2 separate regions of the Anas platyrhynchos genome follow, and region 2 is linked to region 1. Evidence: chromatin contacts called from public Hi-C data. All regions are on one chromosome and are shown on one strand. Each heading gives the region's core, a stretch centred on a gene start, on an enhancer-like site or on the middle of the called end of the contact. The rest is flanking DNA. Distances are from core to core; before and after follow the strand shown.

Evidence for each region. A called contact is a pair of places that touch in the nucleus more often than the background predicts.
Region 2: a contact with region 1 is called in a Hi-C map of skeletal muscle, with 4 times the contacts expected there. The contact joins two enhancer-like sites. A contact is called at or near these places in 2 of 8 Hi-C or Micro-C datasets (liver and skeletal muscle).

The regions. Positions count from the first base shown.
Region 1 is chr2:52,867,627-52,874,785 of IASCAAS_PekinDuck_T2T, reverse strand. It overlaps MYOM1 (myomesin 1), which reads right to left. Exons shown (of 40, transcript XM_038174639.2): 11 at 6,399-6,540; 12 at 3,951-4,150; 13 at 2,409-2,465; 14 at 1,927-2,051; 15 at 254-437. Among named protein-coding and RNA genes, the nearest start is that of MYOM1, 33 kb to the right of the region's middle. Within about 2 kb of position 3,840, at least 2 of the 8 cell types and tissues checked have an H3K27ac peak or open chromatin away from gene starts, as enhancers often do.
Region 2 is chr2:52,921,782-52,928,940 of IASCAAS_PekinDuck_T2T, reverse strand. All of the region lies in intron 1 of LPIN2 (lipin 2), which reads right to left. Among named protein-coding and RNA genes, the nearest start is that of LPIN2, 5.4 kb to the right of the region's middle. Within about 2 kb of position 4,005, at least 2 of the 8 cell types and tissues checked have an H3K27ac peak or open chromatin away from gene starts, as enhancers often do.

The DNA of each region.
Region 1 (7,159 bases), core at 2,591-5,090:
TCCATTGTTTGAATCTTTACAGTTCTTGGCATTATTATTTGCAGCTTAATTCCCTTGGTTTCTATCTGCCATTTGACTATATGTTAGAGGTTCAAAGACACAATCCAAAATTATCTTAACTAAAGGGAATATATCACTGACTACTCTTCATATTTGATTTAGCAGCTGGACAGCTATCTTCAAGCAAAACAATTACATCATAAACTGAAAAGGAATCATGAAGGTAACTTAATACTTATGACGACACACTTACCAAGTTTGTCATCTACCACAGTGGCTTCAGTTGCTTCTGAAGGCTCACCAATTCCTGCTGAATTGCAACAGCGAACCCGGAAGCAGTAGGATTTGCCTTCAGCCAAATCAAAAACTGCAAAGCGAGGAGACTTCACAGGGATTTCAGTGTTCACCCTTTGCCATTCCTCGGTGCCAGCAACGCACTGCAAACACAGAAACAACTTTTGAAACAGAACTCTTTGAACAATGAGAATCTAACCTGACAAGGCTTTCTACATGGACCATCAAATGCACATCTAACATGGAAAACAAGGAGTCATGTTCCTGGTTGTGGCCATTCCACAGAATAAGGTGTATTTCAAAGCTTATGAATCTGTCCACCTACTCCAGAAGTCACACATACAAGCTTACTGCTTGTAATATATCAAAGCTAAACACTTCTCCACAGCAAGGAAGTGATGTTGCTATCAACTGTATTCAGTTCCATACCTAAACCTATAGACCACCCTCAAAAGAAGTTCTGTAGTCATTCAACATCATCCAGAGAACAAAACTCTAATATTACCACATTGCTTCTAGATGCCATTATGCCACTCCTGAGGATGTTTTTGGGTGGCTTCCAGAATTAATCAGAATTAATTAATCTGACTTCCATTTCCCAGAGGAGAAAATACGAAATAAAAGCATGTGCATTTTATTTGTGAATTGTTTTTATTTCTGCTGCTAGAAGCTCTACATACCATGGTCACTTATACTGCTAATATTAACAATCAACTTTTGCCTTACATTAAAGATAATTTCAAATAATAGGTCCTGTTTCTGAGGGATTTCAAATTCTCAGGAGAACATTATCTCAATACGTGACATTAATGTTCGGTACTCAGCAAGCAATAGGTTATCAAAAAGCTTTCTTATATGGAAAATCAAAATTCATATATTCATCCTCTCTGAGACTGTTGCTAAGTGAAACTCATTTATTTAGACTAGATTTCATAAGAGATGAAAAACACATAATGGGAAGATATTTATATCTCCCATGATGACAGCTCTAGAGTGATAGGGAAAAGCACAGATGAAAAAGTTTGTGGAAACCATGAGATACTATTAAAATGGCGGTGGTGAAGATCTTTCTAGGCTATCAGCCATGTGAAAAACAGCTCAGAAAAGCAGGACATTGAAATTAAAAGTGATTCTGTTCTAGAAAAATAAAAATTGTCACCTTTGTTGGTGAAGCGAATGGAAAGCTAACGAAGAAAATAAATATGAAAAGGCAGCTGGAGAAGAAAGTGCTGATGCCAAGAAACTCTCTCACAGAATGTCTCCCTCCAAAATGTTAACAGTCTGTCCCTCAAGACAAGCTTCTTTTATACGAACGATATATATACAGCTCTGATTTTGCCCTGTGCTTTCTCATTATAGAGTGGGTTTGCCAGCCTATCTACTCTATGGCCAGTCAATGACACAGTTCATGAAAGGCTATTACAGTGTGTGACACATTCTACATCCATTTTTGTAATTACATGTATCATCTTTTTTTTTCTCCTACTTTATCTTAATCTACAGCAACAATTATGTCAATAAACATCTAGTCCTAGCCTGAGTTTGAAAGTGGAAATAAAATTCCAGAAAAGCTGGTAAAGAAAACGTTAAAAAAGATTGCCACAACATGATTCTGATTTTCTCCGGTTTTACCTTTTCCACAAAGTACATGATACCCTCATGGCCCCGCTGTCCAGGAGGTTTCCAGCTAAGCACAACATAGTTCTTTGTGGCTTCAATAACTTGGAGGTCTGTAGGTGGACCAGGAACAACACCCTCTGAATTACAGGGGAGAAGAGTAGGAAATGGAAATGAGTATGAATTCCTTCATATTTGTATCAGAATCAGTGCTGTGATTAAAGTATAGGACAGGTATTAACATATCTTGGCACCTGATATTTTTAGAAAACATAGTATTTAAAGCAATCTATGTACTGGTTTTAAATGTCATTGTTTTAATGTTAAACATGTTTATTTATTAAGTCCTGAATAACGAAACCTAAAGCCGGAGCTGTTCAAGGTTGAGTGACTCTTCAGAACAACGAACTTTGGGTGTGTGCCAAAGTCCATTGAACTCGATGGAAGTTTTCCTAGTTACTCAGCCAGACTTTTGTAGGCAAAAGGGCTGTGTTTACCTGCAGGTTCTTCCTCAGTGACAATAATCTGTCCTGTCCAGGGAGCGGAAGGGTGACCTGAAACAGATGTCATAGAGAGGATGGAAATGAGAACTTTCATGAACTTTTGAAATATTGAGCAAACTGAGTCCTTTGTGGTTCAAAACTAACATTTGCAGGATTCACATGAGCTCAGTTCTTGGTGACTGCTGTGACTGTTACTCATGTAAGGATACTCAAACCTAGTTTAAAGCAGTTCTGTAATCAATACATCAAGAAAAAATTAATCAACAGAGGCACATATTCCTTGCTGAAATTTCTCTGAAGTCACTTAAGTGACAAGCAGAGGTATTTAGCTCACTCAGAGGTATTAAGCTCACTTGTTTTTAGAGAATTAACTTCATTTTCCATACTCTGTTCATTTGGTTTATAAGCTCACTCATTAAAGGAAGAGGCAAGGCTGCTCTTCGTCTCTTTTTAACCCACTTTCCCTCACATTTCCAGCTTTCAGAACAAGGGTCATAGTCACAGACAGAAATTACTCAGCCTGACTCAACACACCAACTTGATATGCTTTGGGTGGCTCTCTCAGTGCCTTTGCATTATCATATTATCACAGCTATGTAGCTCAATGCTGTCAGCCAGGTCAATGCATTTTCAGAGATAATTTTTGCAACTGCTGTTCTCCACCTCCGTGTGCTTCACCTTACATTGGCTGATTTGTTTTGGAAATTAGAGTAGAGATGGAGCAGATGGGAAGAAAAGTGGATCATGAGGGAGAAAAGGAGATGCAACAGGTCACCAAAATCAGACTCCCTCTCCTGAGACAGCTTCCACACTTCCCAGTGAAAAGCAAAAGCCCTCCCAGATTTCAGGTTTCACGTGTGACCACAGTATTTCCTAGTAGTGTCATACCTGGCCATTTTAAATAGTAAAACTTCAGTGATGAGTAGAAATACCTGGATTTCAGGCATGTGATTTTGGGATGTGGGTGGAGAAGGGGAATTTGAAGCAAACTTTTAGATAAACTCATCACCAAGGCCTTTGTGTCTAGGACGTCTCCAGGCTACAGGAGAAATATGCTCGACTTGTAAAAAGTTAACAGTTAAGCAGAGGGCTTGGGATCAATAATCTGTTGGGCTGCCCTGATATTTTGCTGATGTTATTGAAAGACTTTGGTCATCACATGAGTGCAGAATCAGCCACCCTTGCCTGCAGCACAGAGGGTGACTATTCACAGGATCCACTCAGCTATTTTGCTGGTGGAACAAAAGCAAGTCTCTTCAGGCAGTTTACTCTCCTGTGCCTTTTCCCTGCTTTCTGCAAGTCCAGAGTGCAGCACTGTAGCCAGCAAAGCCATTCAAGCTGTTGGAGCGCTTTGTGCAAAGAGCACTGAGATGAATCCTTCTTGGCAAACGTTGTCTCCAAAGAATATTTTGTTTTTGCATTGCTCCCTCTAGTGGGATTTTGAAGGCTTAAGAGTAAATAGTCAGACTTTTTATTTATTTATTTTTCATACAGCTTCTTAAGCCTTTCAGGCAAGCTACAAAAAACATGTCTTACTTCTAAGCCTGGCTCTGTCAGCAGGATCCAGGGCAGCCACAGGCTCAGACACCCGTGACGGTAGGCTAATGCCAGCTTTGTTCACCGCTCGGACTCGGAAGATGTAGGAGCGGCCCTCAATCAGACCAGTGACAGGAAAACGGGCAAACTTCACGGGAGTCTCATTGCACTGGGTCCAGTGGGTGGTGCCAACCTCACACCTGAAACATACAAACAGCAGGAAGGAGTAGAGCTGGGAAGGGGAAAACACAGACTCCAGGCACCCAGACCTTTAGTTTCACCATCCGTTCACATTCATTGCCTGAGGCAAGCCAGCTTCCCCAGCACTGGTGTCTGCTGGTGACACCAAAGCAGCTGCAGAAGGGGTCAGGGTCGAAGTGCCACCTGCCTATGCACTGAATCCCCTGCAGCTGTGCTCCGTCTTTCCCGAACTGGGGAGGGGACACAGACAGAACTCACTCCACTGTTCAACCCTTCAAAGAATGCTCTGGGAGGCTTGGGGAGTGTCAGCTTCAGCATACTTGAAGGGACATGAAATACGTGTATCCTTGGCAGTTGCCAGGAGCAGAGCTCATCCTGCATGCACGGTGCCCTACTGTACAGCCAGAGAAATAGCAGACTTCATGGTGCGTGGAAGCCTCTGTTCAGATTTCATCTGTGACCAACCCAGAACACAGAGAGCTGTGAATATGACTGAAGTCAGAAACCCAGCTTCAAAGTTGAAGAATTTGAAGCCCTACTTCAGATGGTGCTGTGGTTGCAAATGTTGTAATCTTAAGACCCAGCAATGTGGTGCTCATTCCACTGCTAAGCCTCACACCCTGGTGAGACGCAGTTTTTTTTGGCAGAAAGAAGAGAACCAGCAGCAGGGAGTGTAACGATTCCTGCTCAAGGATCCAGCAGGAGCCATCACTCCAGGAGCCCTTGTAGGTGGCTTCCCAGCATCCAGCCACAAGGGCAGCAGGAAAAGGAACCAGCAGCTCAGGAGATGCATTTTATTGCTGCTGATTTTTTATTGATACCTGCTGAAGTAAATGTTAGGGGGAAGCCTAGATTTCTCAGTACATGCAAACTTCTGTTTTCTGGCAAGTGTTACGGTCTTACTCAGGGTGGTTTCGTGGTCCAGGTTTCTGCTCAGCGTGAAGGATGCCCTAGTTTTAGCTTTAGCACAGACTGTTCCTGCTGCTTTAGGTGGCTTGCTCATGCTGCAAGGGCTAGCCTGGCTGAATATCTGGGTGTCTAAATACCTACCCTGAAATCAAACACTACCAAAGACAAGCAAATGTATGCTCTTTAATGGATTTCTCCTCTGCAAGGCTCTGTGAGGAAGCTGAGTGCTTTCAACACTGTTTTCTCAGTAACTGATCCACAGGCAGAATTTGCAATTTGCCAAAGGGCAGCAGGGAACATTTCTAACAGCCCTGAGCTTAGTATCTGACCACATCTTCTAGAATCCTATGCTAGAAAGATACCGATTTCGTTAGGTGGACCTGGGTGTGTGCTGCTGCTCAAACAACCCAAAGGAAGCTGTGTTTGGTATTGCAGAAATAAAGAGACTGCCTTGCCCCACAGGGCCCACAAAAGGACATGCTGCTGTGTCTGTGGGGCTGAAGGGCATGACAAGGCAACATTGCAAGGTGGAAAGTAAACTTGGCCACTTGGGGGAATATGCACCACAGGCCATGCTATATCCATGTATTCACATGATAGAAAATTGGCATTTGCTGCTGGGCAGTTTATACCAAAGCACTGCAGTTGATTTATGGTGATGTGCTGGAGAACAGTAACATGGCTTTGAATTGAACAGGAACACCATGTCACTAATGATGTATTCTGTTACTGAAATTCAAACAAATATTACCAGCTCTGAAAATTTCATTGTAAGTCTCAAAACAGTGGCTGAATTTCTTAAATCCCAAGCTTCTGGAATCCTGTCACGGTGTGACATATTCAGTTTTCATATTTTTAGAAATTATTTCCAATTCTTATATCATTGAATTGAAAAACACATAAATGCAATTTGCTTGTGAACATGAGAGCTTGAAAAACAACAGCACATGAAGAAATCCAACTCCCTTTGGAATAATATTTTGCTTTCTGGAGCATGGTAACTATTTGGAAACAGGAGGGAGAGCTCTGATCTTGAAGGAACTGACCCTGTGAGGTACCAGCATTGTAAAATCCCAAGGCCTTTTGAGCCTCACAAGAATCAGTGAGAGCTCAGCAGTGACTTGCAGAATCATTTTTGTGTATTGAAACAAACTAAGGCATAATTATTTCCCTGAAAGTTAGATCAGGCCCAGCCAACCTAAGACAAAAAGTTGTTTTTTTCTGGCAAGCATGAAGAATGAAAATAACAATGACCACTTTATCTCAGTCATTTAAACATGCTTTTAGGTTTCTGAGTTAGAATGCATAGCCGTTTTTCACACTGGTGTGCTTGCTGACCTGTCAATGAAGTACCCAATGATGGGGTTTCCTCCATCAACAGCCGGCTGTTTCCAGGAAACAATGACATAATCTTTGTTGGCATCTAAGCACTGCACATCCAGCGGTGCTCCAGGGGCTCCTGGGATTTCAGCATCAGCATCTGCAAGGATGGAGACACACATTTCCTAATGTGAACCACGGTTCTTTCACAATTAATCTTTAAGGACCAAACTCTCTTCTTTCTCAGCCAAAAAGTTATACTACTGGCTTCAAAAATCATTTGCTTTTATATTGGCAGTGTCTCTCCAGGTTTTGCTTTTCGCAACATTTACAAATGCTTAACATGTTACAACATAATGTAAATATAACAGATCTAGGCATTTTAAATAAATATTAGTATCGTGAGTTCTGATGAGGTAGCTGCCAGAGACACTGGCAAGACAAGTGAAAGCTTGGCAGACTCTCTATTTACCTCTTATTTTACTTAGATAAGGCTGACATTTTGCCTTGCCGCCAGGCAATAGCTCAATCAAAAGGATTCAGTTACTGAATACACAACACTGCAGTCTAAAAAGAAACACATTTTTCACTTTTGTGATTTCTGCCACATACCTCTAATAAATGGGGTAAATATTGCTACATATGGCTCCCCCACCAGATCTCATCTGACCCCACAGTGAGAGCTGTGAGGCAAAACCTCTTCTATTCAAATACTTTTTTCTGCTGTTGTTATTTTGTTTTGTTTTGTTTTCTTACAAGGTCATCCTGTAGAATTATCA
Region 2 (7,159 bases), core at 2,756-5,255, 54 kb before region 1:
ACACAGACAGACTTTGCCATATGTTTACTCTGATAGGTAATGATCTTGCGTTACGTTTGGTCACATGGCTGTAGCTGAAGCTCCCATGCAAAGAAACAGGGATTTGGTTAATGATTCTTAAGCAAAGTCTACATTGGCTCACTTGGAGACTTTTTGCCCACTGTTATGACTTTACTCGCCTGTGGCAGCATTCCAAGTGTGAGCCCAGGCTGCTGCACACCGTGTTCAAGAACACCAGTTACCCCTCCAAGGGCCTGTTCCCTTTGCTGATGGCTTCACCGGGTTGCCTATTCAAGGTTATAGGACAACTATGATGACAGCTGATATTTGTGGAACGTTTTTCCCCCTTTTTGAAATAGCATTGTAATAGTAAATAGACAACTGACGTGGTATCAAGCTTATACTAAACCATACAAAAAAAAAAAAAAGGTACGTCGGAATAAACGTTATTTCCTCCTGTGGAAGTATTCCTACTTTGTTGAAACAGAATTGTTAAAGCAGTGTGAACTGGATGCGTGGACAACACGTACAAAGCTTGCTGTATGCTCCATGACTAAGAAAAAGATTTTTTTTGTTCTGAGGAATTTTGAAGTGTCATTTCTTCTCTAAATCATACCCTGGCTAGGTGAGGAAGTGGAGAAGGACAAGGAAACAAATCTATCCCTGTGATCTGGGGATGGGAGACACATTCCTGGGGACCATTAACGTTCTTCTGCCACCCCTCAACCCCCACGTTGTTACCCTGTGCCTGCTACAGAATACTGTGTAGGACTACTTGGATTACAAACCCAAAGACCATCTCCAATTCTACTACCATCTGCACTCTCTCCTCCTCTATGTTTTTTAAATTGATGTGTTAAACTCTGATGCGTTAACTACACTGGATGCAACCAAATCACTTCTACGTTTCTAGAAGAATTCAAGAACTACACCCAAGGCCAAAATTAAATCAGGCTTGATGACATACTCGTGCATTGAGTGATGGGATCACTACAACTGCAGTAAGGTTGCAGTAAGCTGTTCCCATCTCTGGGTCCTTTTCTACATACCGAATAAACTCACATTTAATGGAACTTCACAAGAAAGATTACTGGTTTTGTTAGCAGATCTGAAGAGGGTTTTCAAAGGACATTAGGAATTACTAGGATACACTCAATTTTCATCTGCTTGTTCATCACTCCTTTATCACGCGTGTTCCATTTAAATACGTTAAGAAATAAGTTTGTGAGCAGAACAAAAGCCAGTTTTCTAAGACAGCGCTTCTCTTAAAACACTTTTGACTTTGGACACACAAAAACCAAAGCTTTTTTGTTATATCTGTTTTATTTTAGAACTGCTCAGTATTTCAGATTAGCATTAGTTTTCTTCAAAGCTTTTATAAGTGTTTTAGAAAACAGCTTTTCCAGAATGCAGATCACACTGCAGTCACTGCTTTATTTTTTTGAATGCAGGTAGTAAGGTAAGGTTTAGGTAATAAGCTCTGCGTGTTTAAGAAGCCTCCCTGTCTTGTATTTCACAATATTAATAAGTTAAATTCAATGTAATTCCCTCTGAGTAAGTTTGTTTTTAACTACAATGCTATTTACTTACAATTCATACAAGAAAATTAGCTTCAGTTTTTGAAAAGCAAATAGACAAAATTTGGAAAGCATTAGAAGCAGTATTTGCCACGCAGCCTTAAACCAGCTCTTTGCTATGGGGTAGATTTTGTTGCGGTTTAGCCTCAGAAAGCACATACAAGTTTTTTAATTAGACTCATGCAAGCAAATATTGCTGACAAAGATCAGTCAGCATACTGTATTCTTTTTCTTCCCTTCTCTTTGTGGATCTCCACATCTTACCCCATTGCTCATGCATGCTTCCTGATGGAAATACAAATCCATTTTTAAATGGTACTTTTTTTGTAGTATGCGTCATAATACATTTGGCTCTATTAATTTAGTTTTAAAGCATCCCAGAGATGCAGGCCTTTTTTTTTTTCACCTATGCAGTGGAAAACTAAGTCCAGGAGTTTAGGAATTAAAACCACAGATTTTTTTTTTTATTTTTTTTGGAAAGTTAAGACTTGACTGTGCAGAGTGCCCCTACGTTATTTACCTCAAAGAGGTATATTCAAAACGCTTCTTCCATATGCTATATTGACATATCCCAGGTAATGATTCCAAAACAAACAAACAAGTCTGATTGCCAGTGGAAGTTACATCTCAGTGATTTGATTGCACTGCACAGCAACTGTAGAAGCAGCAAGGCCAGAACACAGCTCCAGGACTCTTCTCCAGCACTCCTCAGTACATGTTGTTCTAAGGTCTAGAGAGAAGGAAGCAAGCAGAAATCCTGCTGGCAGGAGCTTCTGTGAGAACACAATCACAAGTCACTCACAGATCTAGGGAAATTTGCTGAGACAAGCAATTGGGACAAGTGTATTCTTCTCTAAGAAATCATTATACATACAGCAAGTACGGGACCTGTCTTTGTCCATGTCCCACATGTCTCCATCCTGCTCACAAGCCCTTTTACTTACCATTAGCCAAGTCTTAAGCACCACAGTTCTTAGCCTCACACCTCATCCTGACGTTGGAAAAGGTCCTTTCTCCCTAAGGCCCAACTCTGAATCCTAAATTCCAGCCCACTTCATTTTCATGTACTGGCAATGCTTTGGCTATAGGGTGCAAACAAAGTGGAAGACTTCCCAATTCTCCAATAGGTATTACGAAAATCAGACTGCGACTGAGAATGCTTTCCAGCACCTGAGATCTCGCCTGCAGCCCTGCACTGAAGCAGTTGCTTACCAAACCTGGATATTAAACTCTGCTCATTCCTGCTTGAGGTAAAATACATTCAATGCAGCATCATTGTTACTTTTAACTGCAGAAATCTATCCATTCTCATTATGGATTTTTAAACCTAATATATAGACTAATAAATATGCCAAGTGAAAATATATTTGCGCATGAATTACAGAAGACATACTGAATGAAGACCATCTGCCTGTAGTCCCTTCTGAAAGAGAATTTTTCCCAAAGAAAACAGCTGGAGATTTTCCTCTAGGGGAAAGACATTACCTAGCGGGGAAAGATATTACCTAGCTTCAATTCTTATACAAAATTTAAATACCTGCTACAGTTTTCCATATAAAGGCTAAACATGCCTAGCATCTAGTGAGAATGATATTTTCCACTTAGGCGAATTTTGTTGTGAGTAAAATTCAAGTTCTGCTCAAAAATGCCACAAAAAATAAAAGGCAGTGTTACCTGATTTACCTAAAAATTTCCAGCTTGCCAAAATGTAAGTATTAAAGTAATGAAAATAAAGCACTTATCACAAGTAATAATAGGATGGTACAAGAATCCAAGCAGTTAACAGATTGTAGAGAAACACCAGTGATACAAAAGCAACAAGCAATGCACTGTCCCCTAAACCAGTGATTAAAAATAAATAAAATTAAATGTCTAGTTTTCCATCTGGAATGAACGATAGCAAACAGTTTCTACCAGATCTCCTGGCAGTTAGGCATTCAAAGGAGATGATTCGCCAGTGCAGCCTAAGTATTTTTTTGATTTCAGGAAAAAAGTTATCAAGAAAATCCACTTTGCATAGGCATGTCCCTTTTGTAATGTGTCACCACTTATATCTGAATGACTTACTATGAATCATCTGATTCCAGTACTATGGCATCTTTCCTTCATTAACTTGAGCCCTATCTTCAATTTTCTTAATTATTTTTTTCTGTTTACAGAGGAATTTCAGAGGAAGAAGAAAGAATACTTCAAGAGCTTATAAAGCAAGTTTAAAATAAATAAAAAAATATTGTTAAAATAAATAAAATAAATAAATAAATATTGATGAATTGATCAGTTCAACTGAAAACTTGTTACATTCACCAAAAAAGCAACGTACATGAAGACATGAGCTTCTGTCAAGGTACTGAAAAGAAATAACTGGCTAGTGCAGACTGCACCCTTTCAAAATCTGCACGGGCATATCGCACCCAAGCGTCTGCCCCACTTGGCAGACAATCTATTTCCAGCAGCACAGACTGTTCCACTGCCACATCACCCTTGGTCGCACTTATCTCTAGTTACCTGCCACAGTAACCAAAATGTCTGAATCTCATTTTGCATGACACGAGAGAAGCAGCCAGATGAAGCTTTTCCTGAATTTCCTTTCTAGAAAGCACTACAAGCAACCCATTACCTGTCTACTTTTTCCACTGCCCAAGAAGTCTCTCCATACACTGATCTACCTCAGGTGTATTTACACTTTCCTCCAACTTTCCCCACCTCAAAATCAAAGCATGTGTATTTAAGCAAGCAAAGCATCCTATCTATTAACAGTAAATTACTTAGCTACATTTAGGATGGATACATGAGTATAAGATCTGAGACTAGCACGTATCTTTAGGTTGTCCGGAACAAACAGAAATATACTTATTCTGAGAAACGAATCCCTGAAATACCCAAGTTCAAAATATAGTATACATAAGCAAACAAGAAACCTCTTTTATTTGCTAAACTCTCCATAGCCTTGCTTGAGTTGATGCACTCATATCAAAATAGAAAGACATCTATACATTCAATTTGTATGTAAGACTGCTATTTTATTAGAAAAATAGGTAAAAACGCTGCATTCCTACCCAAAGGTATGCACAGAATAAGATGTTGGAAAGGGGAAAACTTGATATAGCTGAGCAAAGCAGCTTATGCTTACTCATTCACCCAACGCAATCTACCAGCATTATTAAGTTTTAATGAGCAGAGATCACACATCGGTCTGAAGGATACTTCTCACCCTTAGCATATAACAGCAAGCCTGTACCATACATACAAGACATGACAAACCTGCAAAGCAGCCCTACAGATTTCTTGTTTCTGTTAACATACACACTGCATTTGAGGAATAAAAGTCTTTAAGGCTAAGAATTTATTTAAAAAAAGTATCACTATTCTAGTTCACAGAACACACTAAATTCTACAGTTAAGCAAGTGAGAGAGAATTTCTTCCCTCTGTAATGGGATCTCAACTACAGTTCATTATTCAAAGCTCTTCCTTACAAGAGCTTTGCAAAGAGTCCTGTATCCTTTAAAAGGCCTGTCATAACCATCAAGCCAAAAAAGAGTCCTGTATCCTTTAAAAGGCCTGTCATAACCATCAAGCCAAAAAACCTGTATTTCCTGAGGAGACAGTTACGCAGTTGAAAAAGACTAGTACGTCTAAAGACATGGCCTACGACTGGTTTAGCACGTGTTCACTTCAGCCACAGTGACCAACACAGAAACGCTACATGGTAAACTGGAGACTTTTCTATTATTATTTAGAGTATGTGGATTTCTGGTATTGAACTTCAGCATTTTGGATAAAGAAATGGCCTAATTGTTCAGTTAAAATTCTTATCTGTTCACTCTACTAAGACTACAGTGATGAGATCTCCCTTGGTTTTGGGAAAAGCACTGAACAACTTGGGACAACTTGTGGTTGCGTGTTGTCAAGTGACATTATTGCAAAGCTGAAAGACACTGATAACAACAAAATACTTAGCAAGGGCAAACTAGCATCCTTTACTTTGAAATTCCCTTGAAACATAAACACAAGAAAACATTAAATTCTTATTAAAGAAAGAAGAAATGTTAACCCCCAAAAGTATGGGTAAGCTCTGTCCTCCAATGTCTTTACATTCAGGCCTGACTTGGCACCAGAGCTGCGTCTCAAAGCAGCCTGGCAACACCAAAAAAAACACAAGCCCTGAAGTTCCAATACACCTGAATGCTTGTGACAAAGGAGAGGGGGCAGCTAGGCAGAGTAAAAGCTCATTTGAAAGCAAAACATTCTTTGCAGCAGCATTTTTCTATGCTTGAAGTAGATAATTTCATTTATAATTCTTTTAACTCTGCTTGCCTACACAGGTATTTACAGAAATGACACTTCTGCGTTACTGTAGAGCTTTAAAATATACATTTAGCAACTTGTTAGATAAAGTAGTTCAGTTGGAAGGGACCTTCAGAGATCATAGGGCAGCTTGGGTTGGAAAGGGCCTTAAAAGATCACCTGGTTCCAGCCCCCTGCCATGGGCAGGGATGCCACCCACTAGATCAGTTTCATCCAACCCAGCCTTGAACAGCTCCAGGGATGGGGGCGATCAGCCAGTCCAACTGCCTGACCTCCCATGGCCAACCAAAAGTTAAAAAGCATGTTGCTGAAAGCATTGTCCAAGTGCCTCTTGAACACTGACTGGCATATGGCACCAACCACCTCACTAGGAAGCCTGTTCCAGAGTCTGACCACCCCCCTAAGGTAACTAAATGTTTCCCGATGTCCAGTCTGGACCTCCCTGGGCACAGCTCTTTGCCGTTCCTGTGCATCCTGACATCGGTTACCAGGAGCAGACAGACCTTCCTCTGCACGTCCCCTCCCCAGGAAGTTGCAGAGAGCAGTGAGATCAGAAGTTCAAGTAAGTACTTCTCATCAGCACCATAAGATCCAAAAGTCATTGGGATACAGCATGCTACTTTGTTCCATTCTTACAATTTGCCCAGTATTGCAGGAACACATGTAAAGCATGTATTTTAGAGTGAAATTTGATCACAAACGTACCACTCACTGGTTTGTATAAACCTGAAAGCTTTTTTGCTGTGATATATTTAACTTGCAGCACCAGATCACACACCAGAAGCTATCCTTTCATCTCTTTCAGACAGTTTTCAGGTGTTTGCAATTCACGATATAAGCAGTGATTAGAAGTTATTCCATGTAGAAGCCAAGTCTATTTTGCTAAAAGCAGAAATAGCAGTGTTCTAATTCAGCTCAGATACTCGATGCTCACACACAAAGACACTGAAGAACTGACTCCCTGGTCTCCTACACATTGCAACCTTGCACTTAACTTCAAAAAAATGAAAGAAGAAAATTCTGGAGTCTTAGCTACGTAAGCATCTTCGAGGAGAAAAAACACAATACCAAATGCAACTAATTTAATCTTTAGCTTTTATCAAAGTTCCCAGTGTGACTAGGAACAAAATCTTTTCAGCTTTATCTGAGCTAGACGGCAATTTCTTAGAGACGGAGACATTAAAAAAGCATGCAGCACAAAGAATGGCTCTTGTGTGCAGTCTCTGGGCTTCAGACGCATAAGGAGGTGTGAAGTGTAAAAAGCACAGCTTACATT